Linked DNA regions of Sus scrofa: region 2 is linked to region 1. Evidence: chromatin contacts called from public promoter capture Hi-C data. All regions are on one chromosome and are shown on one strand. Each heading gives the region's core, a stretch centred on a gene start, on an enhancer-like site or on the middle of the called end of the contact. The rest is flanking DNA. Distances are from core to core; before and after follow the strand shown. Region 1 overlaps TTBK1 (tau-tubulin kinase 1). Region 2 holds the start of CRIP3 (cysteine-rich protein 3).

Region 1 (4,699 bases), core at 1,952-4,451:
CCCCAGGGAGCCTGCCCCTCCTGGGTGGCCTGCCCTCTTCCAGAGCTTTCTTCCTTGTGTCCTATTGGCTCATGAGGCACCAGCCGCAGCTGGGCTTGCTCATGATTGAGATGGAGGCTGCTCTGATCAGCCAGTCTGTAATCTCCTAACTCTGAGCTGCCTGCCTCTCCGAGCCCTCCCCTTAACATTTATTCAACCCAATAAATGTTTAATGGTGGTTGAAACATGGGAATGGAGGGAGAAGTGAGGCAGGCAGAGCTGAGGACAGGGCGTTCCCAGTAGGCTCCAGTTGAAACCACTCTAGAAAGAGAAAGGAGGAAGGAAGGGAAGGTTTAGAAGACAGGTGGAAGGCTGTGGGGTTCTCATGCCCAGGAAAGAGGAGAGAGGAAGAACAGTGAGAAAGCAGGGTCCCTCTCTACCTGAGATGAAAGTTAAGGTCAGACTTCTAGAAGAATTTCAGAGCAGGAGGGGACAGATGTAGACTCAAGGGAAGCCATGGACTGCCTTCCTCTGGGGAACTTTAAACTCAGGGGAGATTCTAGTATCTTCTAGATTCCTTTGCAGTTGACGTTGTAGGAATGAGGGGAGGATACAACCCCCCACACCTTGGGTTCTGTGATCCACACTCGAAGACATCATCTCAGCTCATCCCCAGAGGCTCCCAACCACACAGGTGAGGAAGGTCACAGGAGTTGTCATTTTGCACAAAAGGAAACTAAGGCACAGAGAGTTAAAAGTACCCTGCCCCCAGTCACGCTGCCAGTAAGTGGCAAAGCCAGATTTCCTCTGAATCCAGGTAATCTGATGCAGAATCCACACTCCTAACTGCAATGTTACACGAACCGTTGACACACGGAGATTCAAAGTATACGTGCTGAGATTCAAACCCAGACCTGCCAGGCTCCAAAATCCTCGCTGGAGATAGTAAGGAGAGCTTAGAGCAGCCAAGACATATCTGATACCTACTCCCCAACTTCCCAGGGGGCCAAAGGGTAGTTCTCTACCACCTTCACCTCCAAACAGGGCCTATCTCTCCCTCCGTAGCTCCCTCCTCCATTCCCCCCCCATTACAGAACATAGGGGGGCCTGTGAAGGCAAAGTGTGTAAGGCCCACGAAGTCACACATCAGCCTTACCCACAGCCCAGGAACAAGAATGTTCTCTCAACCGCCCTGCATCAGACCCTTGTCCTCCCCTCCTAAATTTTTTCATGACATTCTCCCCCACCAAAGGACCTGGAGAAAGAGGACACAACAGGACCAGCATTCATTTAGAAAAAAGGAAACCTAGTTTATTGGCCCAGCTCTGGGTGACCTGGGGTAAGTTCCCACTTTTCCCCTTCTGCAAAATGAGAGTTAGACTAGAATAGGTCACAATTCTCCTTTGGTTCTATGATCTTGATTCTTTTTTTTTTTTTCTTTTTTCTTTATTTTATTTTATTTTATTTATTTATTTTTTTTGGCCATGCCTGCAGCATGCAGAAATTCCAGGGCCAGAGATCAAAGCTGAGCCACGGCAGTTGCTATGTCAGTTCCTTAACCCACTGAGCCACCAGGGAACTCCGTCTATGATCCTGATTCTTGGGTGGGCTAATTCTTAGCAAGTGGCGTAACTCAGTGACTGTTGCCCCTGCAGTCAGACAGACCTGGTTCTACCAACTAGTCATGGGAATTTGGCAAGTTAACTAAGCTCTACGCTTCAGTTTCCACCCCTGTGAAACGAGGCTAACAGGAGTATCTACTCCATAGGTTGCTGAGATAATACATGTAAGTCATTTTGCACAGTACCTGACAATAGTAAGTGCTCAAAAAATGCTAAATTTGATATTCTGATGCTGAGAGGCACCCCTCAAGAAGAAAAAAATGCTCTTATTTTAAAATGCCTGGAGTTCCCGTCGTGGCGCAGTGGTTAACGAATCCGACTAGGAACCATGAGGTTGCGGGTTCGGCCCCTGCCCTTGCTCAGTGGGTTGGGGATCCGGCGTTGCCGTGAGCTGTGGTGTAGGTTGCAGATGCAGCTTGGATCCCATGTTGCTGTGGCTCTGGCGTAGGTTGGTGGCTACAGCTCCGATTAGACCCCTAGCCTGGGAACTTCCATATGCTGCGGGAGCGGCCCAAAGAAATAGCAAAAAGACAAATAAAATAAAATAAAATGAAATGCCCCATTTAGTACCACGGACCCTCATTTCCTCCTCACACAGCCCATCAGGACAGCTTGTTCTTGGTTCCTGAGTGGTGCCTCACTCCCCATCTATCCCTCATGGGGACTGGCTGAGGGGAAATATCTGGTACCCCACCCTCTCTAATTCTCGAGGGACCAGGGAGGGAAGGAAGGGAAAGAGAGGGGTCACACTGGCCACGACTGAGGGCTTGTCTCCTGCCCTCCCCTAACCCCTGACACTTCTCTCCCCACTCATCTCCCACACCCTCCCTCAAAAAGCACTGGAAAGTTCCAACCCAAAGTCAGTATGTGTGTGAACACTCTCTTTTTCCCATCTCTTCATTGCAAAAGTCCTGCTGCCTCTAATCTGCCAGAGACTAAGTCCTGAGTGGAACCTCAAGCGGGATGGGGGACAGGGTCTTAGAGAAACACTCCTCACTTTGCCAGATCCTCATTCCTTTGCGTATTTCCCTGGGTCCTCCTCTCTCAATTTCCATCCTTTTCCACTCCCTCTCAGGAAATCCCTTTCTGGGATATACAGCCCCTTCCCTCAGTAATCTGGCTCCTCCAGCAAGGCCCCCCCCCCCCCCCCCCGCCACGCGCCTTCCCCAGTCCCAGAGACATCTCTGACAACACTGTTATCTTTGCCCTCTCCCTGGGCCACTAGGCGACCTACCCACTGGGTGGTTATTGCCATGGAGACCTGGCCGCAGCCAAGCCTCACTCTCTTCTCAATCTCGGCCCCCTCCCCTGTTGGTGAGCTGAGCCCCCGCTCCCACCCTATGCAGACCCACAGCTCACAGCCGATCACTTCATCCTGCTCCCATGAGAAGACATCAGAGCGCTCTCAAGCATCAGAAAGAAAGGAAGGGGGACGGTGGGATCGGGACTGATTTACAGTTCCACTCAGAATACGATACACTGCCTTTGCGTCCATCCTTAAGTGTTGCCCTCCCTTCCGAAGCCCAAAGCCCTGAGGAGGCTCGGACTACAACTCCCAGCAGGCAGAGCAGCCTGAAGTCCCGGGCTGGAGAAGCAAGGCACGCTGGGAGATGGAGTCTCGGAGTGTTGCACCTGCCGCAGGAAGCAGTGAGGGGAGGAGGGTGTATGGAGAAGGTGGAGTGCGAGTGCGGTAGGAGCCGCCTGCAGGGCCTCTTTCCCCGAACCCAAGCTTTTCTGTCCTATGCGGAAGAGGAGGGGCTCGCTCACTGCCCTTCTCCAAGGTCCAGCAGAGAAAGAGCCCCCTCCCCCACCCTCGCCCTCCTCCCCCCACTGAGCTCTGCAGCTCCTGCTCTGACATCCAACCAGGAGTTGTTCCAGTCTGGACCCGACCAACGTGACCTAGCGGGGAAAGGAGTGAAAGACGGCGGGACTGGAGAGAGGGACCGGCAGAAAGCGATTGTCCACAAGTGGAGGCAAAATAATGACCTGCAAGTCGTAGGCAAATGAGCTCAGGGACACCTCCTTCTTACGGTAGGGACACAGAGGGCAACTGATTTAACAGGTCTCTCCTCCCATCCTCCCCCCGCCCTTTCCCCCGCCCGGCCAGGTCACTCACTCACCACCTTCCAGCGATCCTTGACCACGTAGTTGGCCGGCAGGATGTCGGCCTGCTCCCCTCCCCCACTCATGTTGGTTTCGTCCTTAAGAGCGGCCGCTAGGCACTGCATCCGCCAGCCGGAGGGAGGGGTGTCCGCAGGGCCTGCTCTGGAGGGGCCATCTACCTGGGGGAGTGGGAAGGGGCTGTGAGGGGGCGGGCTAGGACCCAGGACCCCCTAGCAGATATGGAGGAGGGGAACACAGGTTCTCCTGGCAGGCATCATTTCCTAGCCCACTGGGTAGATGCTCCAGGGGTCACTGGGGGAAGAACTGTGTAAAAACCCGGTGGAGGTCAGAGGAGAAGAAGAAATACCATCCATGGGAAGGTAGGTACAAACTACAAATTGGAGATGTGAAAACCAGCAATGGGACACATATGTGATGGAAAAAGGGAGTGGAAAATGATGTGTGAGCAGGCTGTGAGGAAAGCGTTTCCCAAAGAAACCCATGCTAACTAATGTGGGGAGGACTTGCTCACCCAGGTGCTCACCAGATGGAAATCTGCGCTTGGGCCAGGGAGACCTGAGCCAAGAAGGACCAGCCTGAGGGACTCTATCCTCCGCTCACACATTCACACCATCCCATGCCGCACGGTGCCCAGAGAACTGTGCCTCTGAGGCTCAGTGAAAGAGAAGAACTGCTGACCAAGGGGTGACCCAAGGGAGACACAGACCAGAGTGGCAGGGACCTCTAATCAACCATGGGAGATATAAGCATCAGAAAATTAGGAGCTGCCCTTTGAGGATGGTGCTGAGTGAGGAGGCTGAAACCATTCTCAGTGCTGAGCCCAAACCACTGGCACGGTTTTGGGGTGAGAAGCAAGGATGTGAGTGATGGGGTGAACATAAGGTGATGGACTCAAGATGTGGGCTTTAGAGGCACGGCAGCCCTGTGACCACTCAGAGGAAATGAGGCAGGCTGAATTGGGGGGGGGGCAGCAG
Region 2 (4,687 bases), core at 272-2,771, 58 kb before region 1:
GTGCTGTAGCCCAGTGATGGGTTTAGCACACACAGCCCCTTCAGCTCTTTGACAAACCGCCCTGATAAAACAGAGGAACATACTCCAGAAAACTCTTCATTTCACCATGATACTTTATCGAGGGCTTGTCTCCTTGGCTGTGGCCCTGCCCCTCATTTGCTGAGCTATCTTTAAAAAAAAAAGTTACCTTCAGGTGTTATTAAGACCTTATCCACATACCATAAATTTCACCCTTAAAAGTATACAATTCAATGATTTTTAGAATATCCAGTGAGGTTGGGTAAATATCACCATTATCTAATGCCAGATCATTTTCATCTTCCCATAGGAGACCTGGTACCCATTAGCAGATGCTCTCAATTGCCCCTCCCCTAAACCCCTAGCAATCACTGATCTACTTCCTAGCTTTATAGATTTCCCTATTTTGAACATGTCATATGCGGTGGTGTGTATCTGGCTTCTTTCACTTAATATTTTTATGGTTCATCCATGTTGTAGCATGCATTAGTACTCTGTTCCCTTTTTTATTTTTTTAAAATTTTAAACTCAATTTATTACATTTATGGTTGTACAATGATGATCACAGTACTCTATTCCTTTTTATGGCTGAATAACATTCTATCATAGATAGAGGTGTTTTTGTTTTGTTTTGTTTTGTTTTTGTTTTTGCTTTTTAGGCCACAGGTGCAGCATATGGAAGTTCCCAGGCGAGGGGTCTAATCTGAACTGCAGCTGCCGGTCTACACCACACCTCATGGCAGTGCCGGATCCTTAACCCACTGAGCAAGGCCAGGAATCGAACCTGAGTCCTCCTGGGTACTAGTCAGCATCACCAGTGAGCCACAACAGGAACTCCAGAAAGATTACATTTTGTTTATCCATTCATCAGCTGATGGACTTTGGGTTTTTCCAGCTTTCGGCTATTGTGAATAGCAGTGCTATGAATATTCATCCACAAGTTTTTGTGTGAACATGCACTTTGTGTGTGTGAGGAGTGCAAGGATCATAGGGTGACTATAAAATTGTAGCTTTTTGAGGAACTGCCAGACTTTTTCAGTGGGGTACACTATTTTACATTCACGTCAACTTTGTATGAAGGATCCAGTTTTGCTATCCTCACTAACACTCTCCTTTTTTAATGTAGCCATTCTAGTAGGTGTAAAATGTTCTCACTGTGGTACTGATTTTCATTTTCCTAATGACAAATGATAAGCATCTTTTCATATGTTTGTTGACCTTTGTATATTGTCTTTGGAAAAATGTCTATTCAGAGTTTTTTCCCATCTTTTATTTGGGTTGTCTTTTTATTGTTTTAAAAGTCTTGGAGTTCCCGTCGTGGCGCAGTGGTTAACGAATCCGACTAGGAACCATGAGGTTGCGGGTTCGATCCCTGCCCTTGCTCAGTGGGTTGACGATCCGGCGTTGCCGTGAGCTGTGGTGTAGGTTGCAGACGCGGCTCGGATCCCGCGTTGCTGTGGCTCTGGCGTAGCCTAGTGGCTACAGCTCCGATTCAAGCCCTAGCCTGGGAACCTCCATATGCCGCGGGAGCGGCCCAAGAAATAGCAAAATAAATAAATAAACAAAATAAAATAAAAGTCTTGTACATATTCTGATTAGTAGAACCTTATCAGATATGTTTGCAAATATTTGTTCCCATTCTGTAGGTTTGAATTTCTTGAAGTGTCCTTTGAAGCACTGCTGAGCTACTTTTAACAAATATTAAAACATCTTAAACTAAATTAGGAATATGTAATTGATGTCTGAATTATACTTTTATATTGAATAAGCATTATCATTTTATGAGCAAACCATAGTATGCAGACCACATTTGGGGGCTTCCAAACTAAGAGTCGTGGGTTCATTATGGGATCCATCATAATGATACTTATCACTTTTATAGCATTTAGGTGCCAGGTACTGTTTGGGCACTTTGCACGAATTAACATCTAATTCTCACCACAATCCTATGAGGGAGAGACTTATTACATTACTCGTTGTACAGGTAAGAAAACAGAGGCAGAAGAGGGTTAAGTAATTTGCCTAAAGCTAAAGAGTGAGTAAATAAGACAAAGATAAGCTCCAGATTCCCCCGCTCTTAACACCTGCCACTGAAAGGCGGAATTAAAATATTTCAAATAATGCCTAACCCCTAGCTTTGGGGAAATAATGGTATTGTCATGGCGTCTATACCCTGGAGAGTTTCCTTCTGTCTAGCTTCAGGACCTTCTCTCCTCTCCACCGGTCCAAAGCTTAATGTTTAGAAGTAACGTCAAAATTGCCTACATCCCCGAAGTGGTTCTAAATTTCTGGCGGCCATTGAACGTGGAAGAGCAGCGGGTTCCGCAAGGCAAGGCTCACAGCTGAGCCGTGGGCGGGGCCAGTGGAGGAGGTGGGACCTGAGCTCCAGCGGACTTGCCTAAGGTGTGCAGTGCCGGCTGCTCAGCGCATGGAGCCATGAGCTGGATCTGCCCCCGTTGTCTGCAGCCCGTTTTCTTTGGTGAGGCTGGGACGGAGGAAGGGGAGGAGAAGACGGGGCGAGTGGGAGCCGTTGGGTTCCATAAGTACCCAAGGAGGTGGCGAAATTGTGGTTCCAGACCTCTGGGGCGCAGGGCACTCTGGCGGGATGGAGCTGGCCTCCCAGAGACACTCCCCATTGTCTCTAGGAATCCGGGCGGGTGGGACCCAGGGAAAAAAGGAGTGCACCTTCTGCCTGGCCTGGCTCCCCGCTGCCTGGTTCAACCTTGTCCCCCCACAGCAGAGAAGGTGAGCTCCCTGGGCAAGAACTGGCACCGCTTCTGCCTGAAATGTGAGCACTGCCACAACGTCCTGTCCCCAGGAGGGCATGCAGAGGTGAGGCTTGGCTGGGTTGCACAGCCCTGTGCCTGTCACCAGCTCCCAGTTTCAGCCCCATCAGCCCACCACCATCAACCTCGGCAGCCAACTCCCCAAATCGAATTACCCACGAGGCACCACACCATCCAGTATCTGGGGAGCCTGAGTTGTGCAGGTGGATCTCATGCCTTTTGTCAGGTGGGAAAGAGAAGCAGCAGTGCTTCCTGACCTGCTCTTTCCCTTTCCCCCAACCACAGTGGCACTTCTGGCATGCCAGCCCACCCCTCACTACTCCTAGACCCACCAACCCAGGCCAGTAGAAAGATACAAACGGCAGCTGTCTTGGGGAAAAGATTGTGGGGCACAGGGGAGGCCCTCTTGGGCCCTAAGCAATCCTCTTCCCTCTCCTCGTGCCTAGCACAACGGAAGGCCGTATTGCCACAAGCCATGCTATGGGGTTCTTTTTGGACCCAGGGGTAAGTACCAGCCTGGAAGGGGCCAGGGGACAACAAAACCCTCCTTGTGCCTGGGAGCTGGAGGCTCAAGCCTGACCTCCCCTCTTCTTTCTGCAGGGGTGAACATTGGTGGTGTGGGCTCCTACCTCTACAGATCCCCAGCTCCCATCCCTGCCAGCATCACCCCCCTCAGCCCCAGCAGCTTCAGCTCCCCCAGGCCCAGACCTGGCCTCCCCCAGGGCAAGAAAAGTAAGTGAGATTGGACCCTAGCTACTTCTCCTCCTGACCCTTGCCCAGGATGGAACACAGGGTGGGCCCAGTTGGCAAGATCCCACCTAGCCCTCTGCCACTTTGTTCATGACAAAGTCTTCTCTGCCCCCTTTTTGATGTTTCCTCATGTAAGCTGCTGATTAAGAGGAAAATTAGGCAGATGGCATTATCACCCCTATTTTACAAGTGAGGAAACTGAAGTCTGGACAAGGCAGGTGAAGTTGTACAGTCACACAGCTAGACAGAGGAAAATCTGGCCTGGAACTCAGGACCCTCCCAGGCTGGGGCCATGGAAAGAATGACCTAGAGTGGAGGGTCATTGAGATGCGCCAGCCCCTCACATTCTTCCACTTCTCCCCTCTCCCTGTTCCTTCCTCCATCCCCTGGAGTGGGCAGTGACACTCTGTTCCCCAACACCTGACACCCCTGCCCTGGCCAGCTCCTATATCAGCTCAGGTTTCCTGAGGATTGAGTTGCTGACAGGGTTGGGCTAGTGGGCACCTGAGCCCCTGGGAGCATAAAAAGGAAGCAGGTGGTCCCTCCTACAGATAGATATGGGGCAAGAAATGGAGTGGGGGTGGAGGGCTCAGCTCTGCCTGAGGAAGGCAGACTCATGCCCATATGGGTGAGAGGCGCTGGGATGAGCCTGGCTTTTGGAAGAGGACAGTGCCATACGCAGGCCAGTGCTGGTGGGCCCTGTTTAGGCCAAGCCTCCACCTCAGTCCTCGCGGGGACCTCTTCCCTTTAAAGGCCCTCCCTACATGAAGACGTTCACTGGGGAGACCTCTCTGTGCCCTGGTTGTGAGGAACCCGTCTATTTTGGTAAGTGACAATAGAAAGCTAGGGAAGGGGGCACTTAGGGTGGGCATCAGAGGGCAGGGGGGTGGTGTAAGGCAAGTGTGTCTCCCTGCCCTGCCCCTCAAACTGCCACCTCTCCCTCACCAGCTGAGAAGGTGATGTCTTTGGGCAGAAATTGGCACCGACCCTGTCTGAGGTGCCAGCGGTGCCGGAAGACCCTGACTGCTGGGAGTCATGCCGAGGTGAGCAAGGCAGAAGTGGGTGATTATGCTGGGAGGTGGAAGGCTGAAAATGGGAAAAGAGCTAAGCTCAGACATCTCACTCTCTCTCTC

Evidence for each region. Promoter capture Hi-C pulls out the DNA fragments that hold promoters and counts their contacts.
Region 2: a contact with region 1 is called in a promoter capture Hi-C map of liver, with 2.8 times the contacts expected there. The contact joins the promoter of CRIP3 here to the enhancer-like site in region 1. A contact is called at or near these places in 2 of 5 promoter capture datasets (fetal liver and liver) and 6 of 47 Hi-C or Micro-C datasets (embryonic fibroblasts, epiblast stem cells, fetal liver and 2 more).

Annotation. Positions count from the first base shown.
Region 1 is chr7:38,278,698-38,283,396 of Sscrofa11.1, reverse strand. It overlaps TTBK1 (tau-tubulin kinase 1), which reads right to left. Exons shown (of 15, transcript XM_001929304.5): 2 at 3,722-3,883. The coding sequence starts at 3,829. Among named protein-coding and RNA genes, the nearest start is that of TTBK1, 4.6 kb to the right of the region's middle. Within about 2 kb of position 3,201, at least 41 of the 83 cell types and tissues checked have an H3K27ac peak or open chromatin away from gene starts, as enhancers often do. A contact at or near this core is called in epiblast stem cells, fetal liver and liver, where this site is marked.
Region 2 is chr7:38,335,460-38,340,146 of Sscrofa11.1, reverse strand. It overlaps CRIP3 (cysteine-rich protein 3), which reads left to right and starts at 1,521. Exons shown (of 8, transcript XM_021098749.1): 1 at 1,521-2,497; 2 at 2,756-2,850; 3 at 3,251-3,308; 4 at 3,405-3,536; 5 at 4,308-4,379; 6 at 4,503-4,597. The coding sequence starts at 2,455.